3 separate regions of the Mus musculus genome follow, and all the other regions are linked to region 1. The links are chromatin contacts, called in public HiChIP or PLAC-seq and promoter capture Hi-C maps. All regions are on one chromosome and are shown on one strand. Each heading gives the region's core, a stretch centred on a gene start, on an enhancer-like site or on the middle of the called end of the contact. The rest is flanking DNA. Distances are from core to core; before and after follow the strand shown.

Region 1 (4,558 bases), core at 861-3,360:
TTCCTGGAAGAGTGAAGAAGGCTGTAAGAATCCAAGAGGGTGCCAGGAAACAAATTTGGGCCCTTTATAAGAACAGTAAGTGCTCCTTAGAGCTGAGCAATCTCTTTACTCTCTAAAAGATGATGATACTTCTTAGAGACACTTGGCTTCTTTGCTCTTTCAGACGACTGAAACAATGAACTCCTCAAAGACTGGAATCACATGCTGGGAGAAGGAACAAGTTGAAGCCTGGTACAAGGCAAAGGAGATCTTTCCTTCCAGGGAAAAAGATTCCACACACTCTGAGGACTTGCCAGACCACCCTGCTATAGAGACCCAGACAATGGGTCAATGCAGGGGGTGGGGCCATAACATGACCTGACTGTTTAGAAGTGCGAATCTCCAGCTGTCTATTTAAAGTTTAATCTCACTTCTGGAGTATGAAGATGGACCTGAGGAGGATACTTGGATCTCCTCCCAATTTAACCAAATTAAATAAAGCTCCCTTTTCTACTATCCATTTTGCTGTTCCACCTAGAATATGAAGGACAACTAGCTGAACGTGGTTTCTTGAGATAAAGATTGTGACACCAAGTTCTCTAACAATGATCCTTTATATATATATATATATATATATATACAGATGTTGCATAATCTAGGAGGTGGGGATCTGATGTCAAAACAATTCTAGCCCCAAATGTTTCAAAAAACAATATTCAACTGGCACACATACAAATGGTCTCAGACAGAGTAAGAGCAGAACTTGGTATTGAATATTAACAATTTTCTCTACAGTTGATTCAAATGTGTGCTGAGGGAGCACAGGGCAGGGCAGGAGTGGGAACTCATGACCACATGCATGCTAACCACACACTTCACCACTGAGCTATACACCCAGGCCCCAAACCAATCATCAACATCAGTAGTCACTGATCTCCAAGCCCAGCAGGAATCAGAGCTATGATGAAGCATTCTTAGACTCTCCTGCCTTCCTCCGGACAGTCCCCTGGAGTGAGGGACAGCTGATCTCCTGACAAAGTGGACCAGGGTAGAGCTGCTCTGCTGCAGCCCCACTCGCAGCTGTGGCACAGTGCCAGGCCCACACACTTTTATTGACTGTGTGACATGTTAGGGGTATGTGGAGGACTGTGAATACTTTGCTGTGCTTCTAACAATGCAAAGGCGATACAGTCCCGTGGTCTAAGATCACTCACCGAAAAGGCTTGTAAAGGAGCTGTGACTTCAGCCAGAGGAAGGAGGAGGGACAGAAAGAATCCTAGCAGAGAGAACTCCAAGCAAAGCAATGTATGGTGGTGGTGGTGTGTGTGCGCGCACACACACACATATAAATAAATGCTGTTTCTAGTGAACCAGATCTGTCCTGGGCTACTGAGGAGTTACCTGCCGTCAAGACATGTCCAAATATGACCTCGGACACCTCTTCTGGAGCCACCTTGGCCCTCTGCAGGACTTCTTTGATGACAGTTGTCCCCATTTCGTGGACAGGCACGGTGGACAGGGCACCATTGAAGGAGCCTACAATGGAATGGGGAAGAGGGAAGGAATCTGAACCAAGAGCACACTGAGGACCACCGAGGGGGAGAAGGGGTCACATGCATTCCAAATAAAAACGGCTGGAGCCGAGGCGGGCAAAGGCGATGGTGACTTCCAGAACAATGCCAAAGCCAAGGCCTGCCTGGAGGAGCAGCTCAGACCACCATCTCTCGGGCCCCCGACACCACAGCGTGATCAATGGTGCACCGCCGAACAGACCAATCAGCGATCAGGAGAGAGAGCGCGTCCCAACGTTATCTAATAGGTGAGCCTGGCAGAGCGGTGGCTCTACTGCGAGGAGCCAATCGCAGCACGAGGGGCGGGTCCGCGGGCAAGGCGCGGGGCACCGCGAGCTGTGGAGTCTGTGGCCGGCCGCCCCCTCCCCGTCACGAGAGCCCGAGTCTCCGCGATCATGTCGGGAAGGAGGGTCACAGGCTGAAGTGACCTCGCGGGACACTCACCTATAGCGGTGCGCGCCGCTGAGACGATGACCACGGGGTCTGAGCCCGCATTCATCTTGTCGCTCTGGTCTCTGCTAGCTCTCAGCCTTGTCCTGTCTGCGACTGAGGTAAAACTTCCTCCAGCCTGACAGGCTGTGCTGGGGGGGGCGGAGCTATGGCCTCCACGCCACGCCTCCTCACGCCTGCGCAGGAAGCTGGTAGGGCTAAGTCCCAGAATTGTGTAAGATGGAGACTCTTTGGTTTGGTATGGGGTAGATGGTGTCTACCCAACCTAGGTGTGTCGGGTTAGGGTGGGGTGTGGAGGATCCAGGGATGTTGGGTTGGAGGTAGACAGCCTAGGGGTGTCGAAGAGCGATGCGGTGTGCAGACGGTCTAGGGGTCATAGGTGGAGTCGGGTCCAAGGGTAAGGCTTTCCTCCAGGTGACACTGGAACCTAGCCTAACCTTTCCTACATAGGCATCTCCCGTTTCTTCTGAAGGTTCTTCTCAGCGCTGACAGCTTCTGAGTGGGTAGCCTCCTTGCTAACAGAGATCCTTAGGGCAGTGGATCTCTACTGTCCAATCCTCTCGGACTTATTATTCAGCCAAAGACAGAATCTGCCAGACTCTACTTACCTCTCTGCCTTGTGTCATTCTCATGCCTTTTGCAGGCTCCCTCTGGCCACCCCCCAGTCCCAGCCCTAGCACTATCACAGGTCACCTGCAGTGTCCCCAGTGTTTTGAAAGGAGAGTCATCCTGGTTTGCTTCTGCAGCTTGCTGGTCTACAGAGAATGCCATCTGTTTAGGAAAGCAGAATCCTGTGGTGGAAGGAAAGGCTTTCTAGGCAAGTCTTGCCCTCAGTGGGGACAGTGGACAGTGAAGTAAGAGAACTGCGCCACAGATTGTAGGAAAGGAAAACAAACCTAACAACAACAACCCGGTAAGCTGGGATATCCTCCTGAAATGTAAAGCAACCTGAAAAAAATAGTATTTTGAGAGAGGTGGATGGATCAAAGTAGGTTCTAGAGATGAGGCTAAATTCTAGATTATGTCCTCTGTTTCCTCAAGGGTCCAAGAAATGCAAGGGACTTCCCATGGTTTCCTCCTCCTCCTCCTCCTCCTCCTCCTCCTCCTCCTCCTCCTCCTCCTCCTCCTCCTCCTCCTTCTTCTTCTTCTTTTTGGTTTTTCGTGACAGGGTTTCTCTGTATAGCCCTGGCTGTCCTGGAACTCACTTTGTAGACCAGGCTGGCCTCAAACTCAGAAATCTGCCTGCCTCTGCCTCCTGAGTGCTGGGATTAAAGGCGTGCGCCACCACGCCTGGCTTAATAATTTATTTTTATGTGTCTTTGCTTGCATGCATGTATGCATCCTTGCATGTGAGCCTAGTGTCTGCAGAGGCAAGCAGAGGATGCTGGACCCCAGGAACTGGAATTGCAGACAGTCGTGAGCTATCATATGGGTGCTAGCTACCAAACCCTGTTCTCTGCAGGAGCAGTAGTGCTCATCACCACTGTGTCACCTCCCTAGCCCTCTGTTTTCCCACTACTCTGGCCACTCTTCAGTTCCCTTTGTGGCCTTACTCTCACTGCCCCTCACCCAACATGCCACAGCATGTCCACCCCATCCTGTCAGTTACCCCCATTATGCTGACAACTCTGGAATCCTTCTTTTAATTTTGTTGCCTGTGAGCAGACTGGCTCTCTCAATTTAAACTTTCTATAAAAAACAACTTATGACATCTAACCCAAACTCGTGTTTACCTCTTCAGCTTATTTCTTTTGACTGAAGAACGTCTCAGTGAGTGGTGTGAGGCTCTGTTAGCTAAGCTAGAAATCTCTGGACCTCCGCTTAGGCTTCACTTCCTCCAGGAAGCCTTCCTAAATCCTGCCTTGGCTCTTATTCCTAATCTTATCTTCGTTAACCATACAACTCTTAGTTTCCAGTTTTCTTTTCTTTTTCTTTTTTTTCTTTTTTCTCTTGGTTTGTTTGAGACAGGGTTTCTCTGTGTAGCCCTGGCTGTCCTGGAACTCACTCTGTAGCCCAGGCTGGCCTCGAACTCAGAAATCCACCTGCCTCTGCCTCCTAAGTGCTGGGATTAAAGGCATGCGCCACCACAGCCCGGCTCCAGTTTTCTTTATTATGCTATACAAAGTACTCTTGGGGGAGAACCATGGCGGCTGGCTCTGGTTGCTCTGTGCAGTGGTATAGGGAGGAAGAACTTGAGAACCGCGACTGGCTGCTTCATGGATCTCGGAACTCACGCAGTTTCTGTACTGTGGAGAAGAAGTTTTTCACAGTCTGAACAGGTAACCAGCAATGAGGACCTGCCAATCCCAATGGAAAAGCCCTATAAGGAGCCTCTTAAGAAGTGTGTCTTGTGCGAGAAACATGTAGATTACAAGAATGTGCAGCTTTTGTCCCAGTTTATTTCTCCATTTACCGGATGCATTTACAGAAGGCACATAACAGGACTTTGTGGAAAGAAACAGAGGGAAATAACTAAAGCCACTAAGAGAACTCAGAAAATGGGGTTTATGCCAGTTACATACAAGGATCCTGCATATCTCAAAGACCCTAGAGTTTGT
Region 2 (4,558 bases), core at 799-3,298, 800 kb after region 1:
AAGCATAACTCTATGATGCTGACGACAGAACCTAGGACCTCATGAACTTTGGAAACCTTTTGGCTTAAGCACCTGTCCCCTTCATATTCAGGATGTAGGCTGTTCTATAATGGCTACCTACATCCCCTCCGTCTTTTATGGATAGCACAACACATGACTCAGAACATTGTTTTGGTTCCCTTTTCTTTTTCTTCAACTTCTAGGAGGTCAATTCCTCATCCTCCTGCCACGCCTCCCTGTTCTTGGAACACAGGCCTGGCCTACCACTCCCCATTTATCGCTGCGTCTCAAACAATGAGGATTAGTGGAATAGTGGGCCCAGCCTAAAGCTCTCCTTGGTTGAACACATAATAGTTCGGGTCTTTTCGGCTGTGAGAAAAATCACAGGTATTCTGTAGATTTCAAGCCGTTATCAATATACTAAATACTTACAATGCATTATACTTTGGGAACTGGTTCACTTGTGAAGATGATACAGATGGAGCTTTTTAAAGTAAACCAGAAACCAAGGGCAGCGGACATGGATTTAGCCCTGCACTGTCTGTTGGCTTCTCTACATACATATTTCTTCCCATAAAAACAACGCTGCAGAGAGCCTTTCTCGGTCTCTAGCAATACTGAATGTTCCCTTTAACAACACAGTGGCATGGGTGTTAGTTGTCTAATTGCTAGCTTTGCAAATTCTGTAAAAGCCAGTTCTTCAGCAGGAATACAGCTCATGCTGTGAAAACCAGTTTACACTGGCTCTGTCAGGGGAACTCTGAGTGTGGAGGCTAGTGAGGGCCTTGAGCGGCACTGACAGTCGAGTCCACTCAGAAGCACAAGGACTTAAAGGCACAAAATGCTAGGACAGGAAGACACATTCATACACATATGCTTTTTTTGCAAATCGCCCCCCTTTAACTTCCAGAAGAGGACGAGGGGTCTATAGAAGAATTCATTCCCCATGGCACGAGTTCAACACCAGGCTCCTCTGCTGAAAAGCCTCCTTATGTAGCCTTGCTGCGCTAGTGCAGTCGCAGAGCAAACGGAGACAAAGCCCAGCCTGGAGGACAGATGCTCTTCTTTCTGACAAAAGAAGAAATCTAACTGGTAGAGAGAAAACATATCTTCTCACTGGAAAAGGGAGAGAGAGCAGAAATAAAAGAGGGCATGTCAAATACAGCGTATTGCTCTCTTAGCTCCGGTGAAGGCTTTCCCTTAGAGCATGCCAAACACCAATTTTACCTGGATGAACAGGGGAAAACAGCTCTTTCCGGATGTGTTCTCCAGCAAACAGATTGTTTTTGGCACGGAAGAGGCAATGAAAAAGACAAAGAAACAAACGTTCTCTAAACCCCAGAGCATTTGCTGTTCAAGATAATTTTTGGGTTTCTAGGTTCACCGGGAGGCTTTAAAAGATTAACAAAACTCACGCTAGTGTCTCTCTCTCCCCGTTCTAACTCAGATTCGTTGTTTTCCCCGAGGTGGCATGCGCTCCGCGGAGACACAAAGGGCGCCGCCGCTCCCTGGCCGGGGTTGAGGAATGCGGGGGATCCAAAAGGCACCCTGAGCCGGAGGAGGGCTCGGAAAACATTTGCACTGACGCTCACACACAACCATAATAATTTATCTTTCCTCCGGAGAAAGGTCAGCTGGGATTTGACCCCAGCAGCCAGCGCAGCCCAGGCGTCAGGGCCGCGGCGGGATGGCCGGCCAGTTCCGCCGGCCGCGCAGCCCACGCCCACCTGTCCATCCCGCTCTGCAGCTCCGGGTCGCCCCGCCCGTCAGGGCGCCGCCCCTCTGCTCGCCAGCTCGTCCGCCACCCCTGAGCCTGCCCAGGGCGGACCGAGCGCGGCCGCAGGACCGAGCGGCTCCGGTGAGGACTCACGCCTCCGGCACAGAGCGAGTGCGGCCCGCTGACACCCGACGCGCCCCTGCACGCACGCACGCGCGCGCGACCACGCGGCAGCACCTAGCGGCGCGGCGCGCGCTCGCGGGGACGCGCACGGCGGGCGGGCGCGCACGGCGGCGGGAGGGCGGGGGGCGGCGCTCGGCGCACCGGCCGCGGCTGAGGCGGGCTGAAGCGGCGCGGGCCGGACGCGGGCCGAGCCCGGCGGAGGACGCGCGGCGGCGGCGGCGGCGGTGAGGCGGCCTGCGGTGTTCCGGCCCGGCTGGCCCTGGGGAGGAGCGGCCGCGATCATGTCGGCGGGCGGCCGCGACGAAGAGCGGCGGAAGCTGGCCGACATCATTCACCACTGGAACGCCAACCGGCTGGACCTGTTCGAGATCAGCCAGCCGACCGAGGTGAGCGCCGCCGCCGCCGCCGGGGTGCGAGGGGAGGGGGCCCGCGCGCGGGCCGGCGACGCGGAGGCCGCGGGAGGCAGAGCGCGGTGGGGTCCCGCGGCCGCCCCTCCCCCGCTGGCCTGCCCGCCCGCCCGTCCGCCCGCGGACCCGCCCTCGCCCGCGGCCCTGTCCCCTCGGCCTCCGCCCACCGTACTGGCCAGCGGGGTCCCTAGGGGCGCTCGTCCTTGTCGCCTCCTGCGGTGCCCCGCCGCCCGGGCGGGGTCCAGGGCGGCTTGGTGGCCGGCGCAGAGGGCGGGCCGGCCACCTGCGCGCGGAGACACACCTGGACGTGCACTTGTGTCCCCGGGACTCCGCCTGGCCACCCACGTGGGTCCTCAGACCCCACCTGTGTCACCCGCATCCTTTCCAGGCGCGCACTTGTGTCCTCAGGCCCCGCTTGCGCCCACAGGACTGCACCTGGCCGCCCACCTGTGCGGCACGACCCACCTGTGCCCTCCCGGCCCTTACCTGCCAGCGCACCGGTCCCCGTCGCGGCCCACGCAGGCCGCGGGCCTTCCCCTGCGGGATGCGCTCCTCGCCGCCGGTTTCTTTGATGGCGTCTTCGAACCGTCGGGACGCGGATCTCGGCCCCTCCGAGGCCACGTGACCGGCCGATGCCCGCGGCGGTGTGAGCCCCGTGCGCCCCACGGCGCGCGTGCGTTCTAGCCCGGCGGGGTCCGGTGGCGCGCAGCGGGCAGACAGATAAACCCCTGCTCCAGCCCCGTGCGCTGGCGGTACGCAGCGGGGCTGCGGGAAGCGTTCTGGACGATCTTGGGGGTGGGGTGAGGGCCGGTATCCAGCCAGCCGGTTGGTACCGGGGAGACTGTCGGAGGAGTTCCGTGGCCGGCGGGAAGCCTCGGGGAAGCCTCCGTTAGACAGCGGGCCAAAGGGCGTTTGGTTAAGTTGTGGCTGGGCAGACCTGTTCCACGCGACCCCACACTATACCCAGGACTTGTGCCGGATTTGGAAATAGCTCTGGCTTTGAAACCTAAGAGGTGCTTGCTGAAACACAGCAGCCAGCGCTTAGCCGCGAACACAGATTTGGTAGATCTGAGCAGTCTTCTCAGATTGACTTAATTTTGCCGGTGGAGGAAGGCAGGTTTTCCTCTCCTTCCCTCTCACCTTCTTGTGAGCACACTTGACCTAGTTAGAGCCCTTTCTCTCGATCCCTATTTGACAAGCTAAGGTAAATTATTAGGTTCAGGTGGCCAATTTGAACACCGGTGGATGTTAAGTTACTCCTGATTCATAATTCATCTTCTGTAACGATTTTACGAGTTGTATTTTAGTAAGCAAATTTACTGTGTAGTTAGTGTTCGTTCATAGCCTTACAAGCGACTCTTTAGAAAGGAGCCCTGAATCAATATAGTTTCAGTATTATTTTGTCTTTCAGAATAATTAGCTTGATTTTTTTTTTTTTAAATGGCAGGATAAACTTTGCAAGTAAAATATTGCTAGTCAAGTGAATTCCCTTGTTCCTCCCCCTCCCCCAGAGTTCTTATCTGATTAAGAAAAGATGTGTTTTCTGTTGAGAAGTAACAGCTTAGTGTTTTAGTCTTAAATTGAGGAGTTAGCTTTAAAACATTTTAAATTAAATATTTTAGATTTAACTGGATTCTATTCTATAAGCATTCACTTGAAACTTTATCATTTTGGAGAGATGAACAGTAAAGTTGCATGTTTTGTGGAATGTTCCCCCCCCCCCCCCCCAGTTTTCTGCAGGTAAAGAGTTGTGTAGACAATGAAAAAAATTACAGGACTTAAATGAAATTATCTTTTTCATTACCCTCTCTTACATCTGAACATTTCTATTTTTAGAAACAACTTGTAATTGAAAGCCTTTCATAATGAAATTAATTTGTTTTCAAAATGTAATGGCTAGCTCACATTTTCTATTTTGTTGTTTTAGAGAATCTTTGAGTACTATTAAAATTATTCTGTTCAATTTGAAGCTGTTTTTTATTAGCACACTATATCATATAAGTAAGCTGAGTTCTATGAGTAGTGTAAGACCAGTGGCTGCAGCCTGTTGTGTCTGAGCTGCATCTGCAAACAGTTTTACCATCCTGTTTGCTTCTTATTCCATTTGGCTGTTACAATTAAGCAGGTTTCTACAAGAGGATAGGAAGTACACCAACCCCTGTAGATGTTCAGTGACCATTGAAAAGATTCCCTGCAGAAGTTGATTTGTGGGAAGGTTTAAGCCTTGTATTTGTTTAATTGGGCAGTCTTT
Region 3 (4,558 bases), core at 1,447-3,946, 640 kb before region 1:
GGTTAGGAAAGGGTATAATGAGATTTACTGACACTGTACTCAGAAGGTCAGTGGATGACAACAACGAAACCATATTTAACATAACTATCTTAAAGCAAAGGCTACAATAGGCAGGAACACTGTATCAGACTTCGTATCAAATTTACTGGTGTTTGTTAAATGCACAAATCAAATAAATAAATAAATAAATAAACAAAAAACAAGGGTCAAGTTGCTTCAAACTAATTCTAATAGTGTTCCTAAGCAACATCAGGATCCTCTCAAACGTGGCCCAGATGCTTGAAAAGGAAGGAAGAAGGTTTATCCAAAAGTTTACTCACTAAGAACAACTGTAACCACCTTCATAAGTTCTCTACCAAAACTAGGGATCCGACAGAGCCCCGTCAGCTGGCAATCTGTTTTCTGTTCTTCCATCATTGCATAACTCACTGTCAGGAGCGAAGCGCACCCACAGCAGACATCCTGGGTGCTGGCATCTGCCACGTGCACTTGCCATACAGCTTTCGGGGCCAACAAGTACGGGCCTGACTCCTACAGAAGACCTGTGCTCGAGCACAGCCTGCGTGATCAATGACACACACGCACAGCCGAGGAACAACAACATCAACAGCTTTATTCTGGTCTGCCAGAGAGCCACCTGGAAATGCTAGGTAACAGATTAGTGGTCGCTGGCGTGTTGGGGGGAGGCACTGAGCAGATTCGGGATGTATACGGCAATGTATGAGCCTCTTGTGAATAGGTAGGAATGTGGACCACATACAAACAGCTGGAGCTCCCTGCAACATCGCTTACCACAGATGGACAGTAATAGTGCCAGAGGTCACCCCTGCCAACTGAAGAGGAGGCAGTGTCCATTACTGCAGCAAAAAGGCAAAGCAGCAGCTTCACCAAGAGAAAAAAAAAATCTGCTCTACGCATTTGCTATTGTAAAATTAACTGCAATGTTGCTAAGAAAAATACTTCAAAGATCTCCTTGTTCTGTACACTGCTGTTCACGTAAAGTTGGATGAGGCCCATTATCCTGACCTATTTTTATTATAACAAAGAGACAGGCTCCTGGCTGGAAGGCAAGGCTGTTTATCAATAGGAAAGCAGCGTTTTGATAGCAGATTTTTATCCCTCTGCCTAACACCGCTCAAGTCCATTTTCTCCCCCGAGAACAGTTACATAGAATTATAATGTCGGGTCTGTGGGTATGAAATCATCCCTCTTCCTCGTGATAATTAAGGCACAAACTAGGCAGCCAGACTTTTGTTCATTACAAGCTGTTAATCTTTATATATGCTATTTACCTTTTGCCTCAGTTTCCTCTTACATAAAGGAGATGAATAGCAGAATTAACTCATAAGACTGTTATAAAGATTAAATGAATTAACAAAAGTAATGGCTACGTGATAAAACATTTTAAGCATTAAGTAAGGACTCACATTTATTATTTCTAAAATAACGATTAAAGGAGTAAAAATTGCTCAACAGCTCAATACATTAAGAAAATTATGAACTTTCTGAAAAAAGACTTCTAATAGCACCCTGTACTATTCCTTAAAGAAAATGCCCCAAAAGATGTCACAGAACTATCTTGAAATTAAGAAACACAATGCAGTAGCTCTCACGGCTTTGAAAAAGTAAAATTCCTCTCAGGCAACCCAGTGGTGACAAGCAAGGATGTGAATGGCTCCCGTGTTCGGGTCTCGCTACAACTATAAATTTGCTATTTCTTCAAGCAGGAAAAAGCAAAGCTATTTAACTGCCTTCTTCCTGAGGTTATAGAGCGAGACCTTAAGCCAGGAGGAGTTGTGGGAGTGTTTTCACTATAGGGGACAGGAAGCAGTCAAAGTTTATCCTGAGATGCAAAGGACTGGCATTTAAACACAAAATCAGGACACCGTGAGTTTACCCTCCCAATTAAAACTTGAGACTCTTCGTAGCAGTTAAAAGAGCTTCTACGGAGCAGAATGCAACAGATACTCTGGGTACCAAAGTTCCATCTTGGAGCTTCCTGCGGTAGCAAAGTTTCACACATAAACCCTTAGCTATTTTCGTGCGCAACACTGCATCAGGCTGTTGCTAGAAGACAGTAAAAGGATCTCTGACAAGGAACCTTGTCTGCAGTTACGTGAAGCTTCGCCCTGGGGACAGAAGGCTGGGAGGCGCGCTGCAAAGGGCTGAAGGAGCAAGGAACTGCCGAGAGGCACGTCGCCTCTCTTTTCCTGGAAAAAGGAGAAAGATGGACCACCTTCCTTCCATCCGATCACTGATCCGAGCCCGAGCGGCAGTCCGGGGCAAGCTGGGGCTGTCTGCAGCAGGGCCCCGGGGAGCACTACTGCAAAGGCCAGGGTCGCTCGGGAGCTTGGCCTCCGAGCCCGGGCAGGGGTCGCGCGGAAGCGGAGCACCGGGCTCCGCGCTGCACCGCGCCCCTCCCGCCACCGGAGGTCCGGATGCTCCGCGCCCACCTGGCGCGCAGCCGAGGACCCCACGCCCCCTTCACGCGCCACCCTGCTCCCTCCGAGCTGCAGCTGCAGCCGTGCACTCACCTCGCCGCTGGGCAGCACTCCGGATCCGGCTCGGGCTGTGGCGGCGGTGCTGGCCGCAGCTCCTCCATGGCGGCTGCAGGGGTGTCGGCGAGGGCAGGAGGGGGCACCGGCTCGGCGATGGCGTCTCTCATCCGTGCACCAAGCTTCGCATGACCGCGGCGGGTCGTCAGCTGCAGCCTGGTGCGGGAAGACCAGGAGCCGCGGGGTGAGGGAGTGACTCGACTCCGCCTCCGCCTCTAGCCCGCCGCAGGAGCCGTGCGCGCAGCGGCCATCTTGGGAACGGCGGCCGGCCGAACGCTGGGCTACGGCGGGCAGCGAGGGACACGCCTCGGCGGGCGGCTGAGTCCGCCTGGGCGGGGCGAGGCGGGAGGGAGGAGCGCACTGGCCAGTGGTAAATCAGGTGTCGCTGGGTGACCGCGGGTGGCCTCGGGAGGTCCTGAGGCTAAGGGCACAGGAGACATTTGGAGAGGTAGGGTTGTCTGGGCGAGCAGGAATGCTTCATAAACTGGAGCTCAAGGTCTCTGCGCCACTGGATTCTGCCTTTCGGAATAAGGATGATGTCACCCAGACGCCCACAGCTCTGACATGGAAGTGTGGGCCTTCTGCAGACTCAGACCATCAGAGTGACACACCAATCAGGCAGCAGAGGACGCCGTCCTCACCCAGGATCCCAAGGTTAGAAAGTGCTTTTTCAGAAACTTGCACAGTTGCTACACTAAAGAAGAAAGAAAGGGATAAAGAAGTTGTAAAGATTTGAAGTTATTAAAAGAATTGAAATAGCAGAGCATCTTTCAGTCATTCTTAGCTTGCGCAGCTTTACAGCCTTTGAGTTGCAATCATGCCTTCTGAAATCCAGATTCAGTTCAGAAATCGTATTCAGAATCAAATATGTTTGTTTCCACTTAGTTTGATTTTTTTTAAAAAAATGATTCTTTAGCTTTGCTATGTAGAGATATAAATTTTGAACAAATTTTTTTAACTGACTGAAAGAAAAAATTTCAAGGTAAGATTTAAGAGCTAAGCAAGATAAAGATACTCTGAAATCAGCTGTGTTACAGAAATGTCTCTGTAATTAAAGAGCATACTCTTGCTGTTGTTACAGTAGACTACATTATCTATAATGTCTGCCAGTGCTGGATTTCTGAGTTGACATCCCTTTCATTAATTCAACAACATGCAGTCAGTCAACAACTATTCAGTGCACATATTGCATTAGGACTTCGGGAGACACTAAGGAAGCAGCCGTGAGAAGTTGCCTAATGGAGGGAGAGAGAACAAAGCAAAACGAAGCATTCAAAGGAAATGAACTCAGTCTATCCTAATAATTTTAAAGACCCATTCATTTTCACTGAGAGCTCTGCAGAGTGTTTCCCATCTCTCTGTAATTCTGATAGTTTCGTCTCCCTCTACACTGGGCTAACCTGAGCCCTCCTTAAATTGCATATGAGGAGAGTCGATAAGGAAACCTCTGACTGCTGCCAGGAAGTGAGCCAATGGGCACACTGCTTCCCACTCATAAAACGCTGAACACAAATCAGCCTCAGGAAGAGCCATGACTTTTTTTTATCCTTCATTGTCTACTGGGTACCGCATATTCTAGAAGGAACTAAAGACATTTACATCATCTCATCGTACCACTCGATGTGCATAGAGACCTAGATTACTTGATACTAACTCGGTTTGTGTGCAGGGCCTTTTTGCCTCAACATACATAGATAGACTAGCTGATTCACAATGGTCTTTCTCAGCAGCACTCTCCGGTGCCTCCAGGGTTCCAGGCCAGAGACCTCAGCATCCTCCGCTTACTCTCAGAGCATTTCTTTACCTCTAGACTGTTGGCTCCTTTGGAGCAGAAACCATTCTTTGGACCTACGTGTCACCCAGTCACCAAGTGTCAGGAGCCCAGGGCTTAATACATGGTAGGAACCTAGCAAATACTGTTATGGAGGCGTTAAAGACAAGCCACCTTAGAACATGGCAAATGGTCACCTTGCTAACTTCACTCTTAAATGGCTTCAGAAGGA

Evidence for each region. HiChIP or PLAC-seq counts read pairs in DNA pulled down with a chosen protein or histone mark. Capture Hi-C pulls out chosen DNA fragments and counts their contacts.
Region 2: an H3K4me3 HiChIP or PLAC-seq map of embryonic stem cells shows a contact between it and region 1, with 8 read pairs. The contact joins the promoter of Afdn here to the promoter of Acat2 in region 1. A contact is called at or near these places in 3 of 115 datasets of contacts at active chromatin or transcription factors (cardiomyocytes, embryonic stem cells and stem cell-derived neural progenitor cells).
Region 3: a contact with region 1 is called in a promoter capture Hi-C map of adipose tissue, with 2.2 times the contacts expected there. The contact joins the promoter of Map3k4 here to the promoter of Acat2 in region 1. A contact is called at or near these places in 2 of 115 datasets of contacts at active chromatin or transcription factors (bone marrow-derived macrophages and memory CD8 T cells) and 1 of 9 other capture datasets (adipose tissue).

Annotation. Positions count from the first base shown.
Region 1 is chr17:12,958,615-12,963,172 of GRCm38.p6, forward strand. It overlaps Acat2 (acetyl-Coenzyme A acetyltransferase 2), which reads right to left and starts at 2,111. Exons shown (of 9, transcript NM_009338.3): 1 at 1,995-2,111; 2 at 1,381-1,515. The coding sequence starts at 2,049. It also overlaps the pseudogene Gm15946.
Region 2 is chr17:13,758,493-13,763,050 of GRCm38.p6, forward strand. It overlaps Afdn (afadin, adherens junction formation factor), which reads left to right and starts at 2,049. Exons shown (of 33, transcript NM_010806.1): 1 at 2,049-2,286. The coding sequence starts at 2,182. Tcte2 (t-complex-associated testis expressed 2) reads right to left here and starts at 2,911. Exons shown (of 3, transcript NM_022311.3): 1 at 2,794-2,911.
Region 3 is chr17:12,315,964-12,320,521 of GRCm38.p6, forward strand. Map3k4 (mitogen-activated protein kinase kinase kinase 4) reads right to left here and starts at 2,697. Exons shown (of 27, transcript NM_011948.2): 1 at 2,535-2,697. The coding sequence starts at 2,665. 4732491K20Rik (RIKEN cDNA 4732491K20 gene) reads left to right here and starts at 2,890. Exons shown (of 2, transcript NR_045290.1): 1 at 2,890-3,209.